2 separate regions of the Rattus norvegicus genome follow, and region 2 is linked to region 1. The links are chromatin contacts, called in public Hi-C maps. All regions are on one chromosome and are shown on one strand. The core of a region is the stretch at or near the end of the contact, and the rest is flanking DNA. Distances in the headings are between cores, read along the strand shown. Region 1 holds the start of Dcbld1 (discoidin, CUB and LCCL domain containing 1). Region 2 overlaps Dcbld1 (discoidin, CUB and LCCL domain containing 1).

Evidence for each region. A called contact is a pair of places that touch in the nucleus more often than the background predicts.
Region 2: a Hi-C map of Schwann cells shows a contact between it and region 1, with 3 times the contacts expected there. The contact joins the enhancer-like site here to the promoter of Dcbld1 in region 1. A contact is called at or near these places in 4 of 12 Hi-C or Micro-C datasets (the Rat2 cell line, Schwann cells, liver and 1 more).

The regions. Positions count from the first base shown.
Region 1 is chr20:32,159,707-32,162,858 of GRCr8, reverse strand. It overlaps Dcbld1 (discoidin, CUB and LCCL domain containing 1), which reads right to left and starts at 1,618. Exons shown (of 11, transcript XM_228172.11): 1 at 1,394-1,618. The coding sequence starts at 1,478.
Region 2 is chr20:32,251,487-32,254,638 of GRCr8, reverse strand. Dcbld1 (discoidin, CUB and LCCL domain containing 1) reads right to left here. Exons shown (of 11, transcript XM_228172.11): 11 at 248-2,166. The coding sequence ends at 1,643. Among named protein-coding and RNA genes, the nearest start is that of Gopc, 67 kb to the left of the region's middle. Within about 2 kb of position 1,553, at least 37 of the 93 cell types and tissues checked have an H3K27ac peak or open chromatin away from gene starts, as enhancers often do. A contact at or near this core is called in Schwann cells, where this site is marked.

The DNA.
Region 1 (3,152 bases), core at 369-2,868:
ATATTAATAATAACAAGAAATTAAATAAAAATTTGTAACATGCGGTTGGAGAGAAGTCTCAGAGGTTAAACGCACATAGTGTTCTTTCGGCAGACGCAAGCTTGATTCCCAGGACTCACAACCCACGGGCTCACTTCTGCCTGAAACCCCAGGTCCAAGAGATCAGACCCTTCTGGTCTCTGAGGGCATCTGCACTCAACATGCGTCTATCTCAACCCAGACACAAATACACATAATTAAAACCATATCTCCTTCAAAACACACACCAAATAAATGTAAAATGTTACATTTTCAAACATGGACTTGAGAAAGTGTCTTCAATGATTCAAACACTCTGTGGCTGGAATATATAGTTCGATTGTTGGAAGGTCTTGCAAGGACCCCCCCAGCACCACCGAAACCCAAACAAAACAGCACCTTTATAAAGCAGCCATAAAACTTTACATAGTGCAAATCTAACTAACATACATTAGACTGTGTTACAGTAACTCTAAACAAAATAACTTTACATTTTTCTTTTATGTTTTTAATGCTATCAACATGCTGAATGTTTGGGTGAATGAATACATTATCCAATGAAAACAATTCCAGCTATGAGTTTAGCTTCGATTTCTGTTCCCCCAGAAAGCATAGCGGGGGCGGTATTCAAGTATTCCGCATAAACTCACTGCCATTAATTAACCCCAGTTACAGAGGAGCAAAGGCAGGAGAGAAACAAAAACAGAAAGAAAGAAAGAAAGAAAGAAAGAAAGAAAGAAAGAAAGAAAGAAAGAAAGAAAGGAAGGAAGGAAGACGACAGAAAGCTGACTCGTCCAACCCAAGAACTAATGAAAGCAGATTAATGAAGTAGAGCCATGTAGGGCTGGGAAACCAGTTTCCTGCCTTAATCTGGTGGATTCGGTAAATTCGGTAGCGCTGAGAAAGCCAAAGATCAGTGACCGAGGAAAAGCAGCCTGGGCCGCAGTCGACTCGCTCAAATACCCTTGAGGGACCTGAGCCGCAAGGTTCCAACCGGACACGCGTGGGGCTGCGGGGGCCCCGTCTGCAGTCGGGTCCGGGGCAGCCCGCAGAAGCACCCTCACTTGCAGGCAGAGACCAGGAGCTGGCGGGGCAACGCCGGGCGCGCACGCAGGGCCAGGCCACTAGCACCCGCCGGGAAGGGTCGAGAAGTCTGGGAACTAAGTGGCCGGGCGAGGACACCGCGAAGGCAGCCGGGGAACAGGCGCCAAGCTTCCGGGCTCGTTTATGGGGGGAAGGAAGGAGTATTGGGGCGCGATCCAGAACGCACCCGCTGAGTTCAGTCAATTCCGGGTCTGGCGGAGAACGCCGGCCCCCGGGAGGCTCCCCCGAGGCCCACAGCCCTCCCGGAGCCCCGGGTCCCGCGGTCACTCACCCAGCTCCTCCGCCTGCAAACGGAGCGGAGCGCACACGGCGAACAGCAGCGCCAAGACACCCGGCCCACCGGCCCCGGTCCCCATGGCCCCGCCAGACTCCAGACCCGCAGGATCGGCCGCCCGGCCCGGCTTTCGCCGCCGCTGCCCGCTTGGGGCAGCCTCCTCCGCGGCCCGGCGCGGCGCGGGCACACGGCACCGATCCCTGTGGGCCGCCCGCGCCCGCGAGAGGGCGTGTTTTCCCCGCCCTGCCCCGCCCCGCCCCCTCCCCGGGGTGACCAGTGGTACCACGGGTCTCCCAAGGGGGGCGCCCGGTTTCGTCCCCCACCCCACCCCGCCCCCGCGCCACCTGCCCAGATTCACGAGAAAATGAAAATCAAAAGTTCACCTGGCGCGCAGGCCCGCCGAAGCCCCGCGGCTCAGACTCCGCCCCTCCGGCACTATGTCAGCTCCACCCTAGAGCTGGTGGGCCAAGGCGATGCAAGGCACCCGAAATCTGATGGGATGATGGCAGTGGCTTGAAACACAGTTCGAGTCCATTCAATCTCATTCATTCATTCAATCTCAGTCGTTCATTCATTCATCCATTCATTCATCTCTTTTTCTCTCCATTCATTCCGTTGTCTCATTCATTCCATGTGGCTGGGTGCTTAAATTCACGCAGCTTTTGCAGAGCGTAGAAACAATCGCTCACTACAGTTTGCACTCTGTAACATAGAGAGTGTATTCGGAGCCCATTTGGAGAGATCTAATTGGATGGTGAGAAGGCAATGCCCTCTCTGAGAGTAAAAGGCAGAGAACTGAGTTGTTCAGAGGATTAAAAGGTGGGAAGAGGCCAGTTGTAGGTGGAGCTCGGTAGACAGGTGGGTGCCTGGCCAGATGTGGGAACAGATGTGCCAAGTAGGGCCAGTGAGAGAAATGTAAGCTGACGTGTCTTCAGAGAAGTCCCGAAAACTTCAGACGGAGCAGTAATTGAGGCGCCTCTTTGAGGTGGTGGGAAAGTCTTGAGAGAGACTGGATGGACCGCGGAAGAGTTTGAAGATTATTACTGAGTCATTCAGTTGGAGTCCTGGCCGTAAAACTGGACAGAGGGAAGGTTAATACTAGTTTTAAGGACTTTCCCCTTTAAGACCTCCAGACCTTCCTCTGCGAGGACACAACCTTAGCTCTAACTCGCACACCACCTCCGTGGCCTCTGGGAATTAGTATATCTAGAAGTGCAACGGGGTTGAGAAAGGTTCAGATCCTCCAAGGCCAAGCGATCTTTGGAATCTTCTCCACTCCCCAACTCCAAGCCTAAACTGGCAGATGTCGATCTAAGTTTGTTGTCCGAGTAGAGAGGGGTTTTCTTGAGTTTGGTAAGTAGCAGGAGCTGACCTTGAACTTCTGAAATGTTCTTCCTCCACCTCTCAGAGTTAGGGGAATACAGGCCCTCGCTTCCTGCCTGGTTTACACTTTAACTTTTGAAATTCAAAGTGTGACTTGGCCCGTGGACTTTGCACCTTCTTCTGCGGCAACCCCAGAGGAAAGAATTCCAGCTTTACAAACTGAGGCTTGCTCAGCTCTGGCTGGAACAGATTCACTGGCCTTCAGGTTAACTCTCTCCGGTTGTCATGGAGAGTTAATAAATGTGTATATAAAGATCTGGGGTGTAAAGGAGATACTTAAACAGTAGGCTCATGTTCAAATCAAAAGTAAATACACTTCCCTGAAAATATTATCTTCACACACACCTCAATAAGGAAACTTTTACTAGCGTTA
Region 2 (3,152 bases), core at 304-2,803, 92 kb before region 1:
CCGACTGCTCTTCCTGAGATCCTGAGTTCAAATCTCAGCAACCACATGGTGGCTCACAACCATCTGTAATGAGATCCGATGCTCTCTTCTGTTGTGTCTGAAGACAGATACAGTGTACTCATATACAATAAATAAATCTTTAAAAAAAAAAGGAAAAAATTTGCAAGTTGCATCATGGGACTTCAGTGACAAGATGAGAGCCTCTCTAGCTCAGCAGGCTGGGGCCAAATAGAATTCAGGGGCTCTCTGATTTTTCATAGTTTATTACAATTAGTATACATACAAAATCAGGTAAACTCCATAACATAAATGGTTTAACCTCCACTACAACCAGCAGATACTCTGCCACGAGCTTTCAGCACCCTATGTTAACACAGAATTCACAGAAAACGACAATCACACAAATAGGATTATAATACAATTTGTAAGGAAAGAATCTTTTTTGTTTTGTTTTTGGTCCATGTTTTTGTTTTTTTTTTTTTTAAATAAACAAGACACATAACTTTTTCCTCTTTGGCAGAAAGAGGTTAAATCCCTCCCCTCTAACCCCCCAGTTCATTCGAGAAGTAAACTCTGGAAAAAAAAAAAAAACAACACAAGACATGAAGTACAGCTGAGACCCGGGCTACTCTATGAATACACACATGTTCAGGGGGAAAACTGCACTTTACATCACCAGGGCAGTTACTAGCTCTCCGCTAAAAGAGCTCTGCTTCGACACTGGCACAAACACATTTCAAAGAGCCATTTGCTTTCCAGAGAGAGGGAGTCGTCCACATGCGTTGCTTCTGGAGAAAGTTGTAGGAAGTAGGGCTTCTGGGTTCAGCTGTGTTCATAATCTGAGGTGTAGAAATATTTGATATTCCTGCCTTGAGCTATAAGCTCCTTCATTACAAGGCGTGGGTGGACAGTGTGGACGCATATTTGCTTGGGAAGATGCGCAGTAGGCTAGGCCCTTTCCTTGGAGAATGTGGTCCCTAAGGGTGCAGCCGGGACCCACACAGGCCCCAGGACACTAGGCTTCCCTACTCCTCTCAAGGAAAGTCTAAGAAACCAGGCTGCAGCTGCCGAAGTGGTATTCTTGCTTGCGTACGTGGGCCACCATTGCTGGCCGTCCCCCACCCCAGTGTGCTTTATGTGTTTTCAAGTAATTTCATTTCTTCCCGGAGAAAGAAGGGTAAAAATGCTTTCACTTTATCAAAAAGGAAACGAGCCGCCACAACCCACGAAGGTTTTAAACAGACCTGCTGCTTAGCGTCAGATAACCAAACGCACCGAGAAGCATGAACACGGGCGGGCTCCATCTATTCAAATCCCGCGTTCCCCCTTGAAGCCCCGTGTAGAAAACAAACACCACAAACTTCGTTAGGTTAATCCGTGTTAAATATAACTGTACAGATTGCACATTTTATAGCACAGCATCACAGTTAGACGAATGAGAAAAGTCTCCTTGTTCTAGCCCAGCAGAAACCAACCGGCTCTGCTGGAGAGATCGGAACAAAACCAGCCGCACAGTTCTGTAAACAGTAAGTGAGGTCGCCTCTAGGATCCTGAAGAGTCACACATGCGCGCTGGGACATTTCTTCCAGGGACTCGCAGCGGTGCGCGCTCAGTACCACAGCAGGTTTCTTTCACATTGGGTTCACAAAAGGGCAGTCACCGCCATCTGGTTGAGGGGCGCGAGACCGTTTCGGGGTGCTGAATAACCATCGTTCCCCCCGGAAGTCATCTGTGATTGAGAGGCGGGGTCTCCGCTGTCCAAGAAGCTGCTGGCAGCAGCCGGTTTGTCATAGCCGCCACCCACAGGCTTGGGGCTTGCTGGCCTCTGATAGCTTTCAATCTGGGTGGCTCCTGCAGCGGGAGGAAAGCCTCCAGAGGAAAGGGAGTGTTTGTGAGTGAGCCTGGGCCCGGGGACTCGGTATCCGCTCTGTGTGGAGAAGGTGTGAGCTCGCAGCAGGTGCCTCTCCACGATAGGTGTGGCATACTCAGGTTCTGAGTGAGTCAAGGGCAGTGCGTACTCATGGCGGCCAGGGCGGTGAGGACAATCATAGTGGCTGCTGGCCTCAGTGTTCACTCTGGCCTCCTCCGTGTCTGTGTCCATGGGCCGGAAGGTAGAGCCCTTTCTCGTGACTGTTCCTGTGCCAATCATGAGAGGCTGCTGATAATCTAAAACCAAGCGAACATCATTAGTGCACTAGCTGACAGGAGAGCGAGGTAGCCAGTCGCCACAGGGTGGGCTTTCCCTTCCACTCCATCTCCGTCGGTGACTAATGCATCTCAGGTTCATGAGACATGAAATGAAATCAGATACTGCACTTGGGTCTTTTTTTTCTTTTTTAAAATTTTTTTTTTTTTGCACTTTTTTTGCACCATAATACTGCTTCAGGAAGCCGCCAAGGGCCATAAGACCTCAGAGACTGAACTGATTCTGTTAGAGGGAAAATGTTTACTTATAGACACAACCCCAACTAGACTTGAACTTGTGGTCTTCTTGCCTCTAAGTCTTTGGTGTCCAGGGTTGACGGACGGCAGACATGCAACTCCATGCCCAGTTTAGGGGTTGTAGGTTGATGTCCATATGTAGGTGTGGGCTGGCACCAGTTAGGTCAAGGCCATGATTAAACAGTAATAAAAATAAGGGAGGGACAAAGTTCTTGTAAGGTGGGAAAGAAGGAAGAAAAATCAAAATGGAGATGGAGAAAGATGACCCAGGTCTGGGTGGTCTTGAATTGCCAAGGTAGCTGGGATGGATTTCTGTAGGCAAATTTATCTCATCTAGGTGGGCGGTTTACATCATTATCAATTGGTTGTGAGTTCATTGTGTGGATGTATTGTGGACTGAACATTTAACATATAAATCTGATTTAACATATAAATCTACAGTTTGTAGAATCTTGATTTTAATAGGTTTTTGGGAGTTTATACCATAACTATTAGGGGGCGGATGTTGGGAATGTAAACAGGGCAGCAGGGGGAAGGTAGCTGCAGCTGAGACCAGGGGGTGGATGCTGGAAATGTGAACAGAGTCCACAGTAAAAGAGCAGCGAGATAGGAGGTCTCTGTATGAAACTGTCGTGGCAGCACCCCACCTGGGTCAGAGAGTGCTTTGGGGGCAGCGAGGAGCCACGGAGATAAATTAGCGTTAGTTCCAA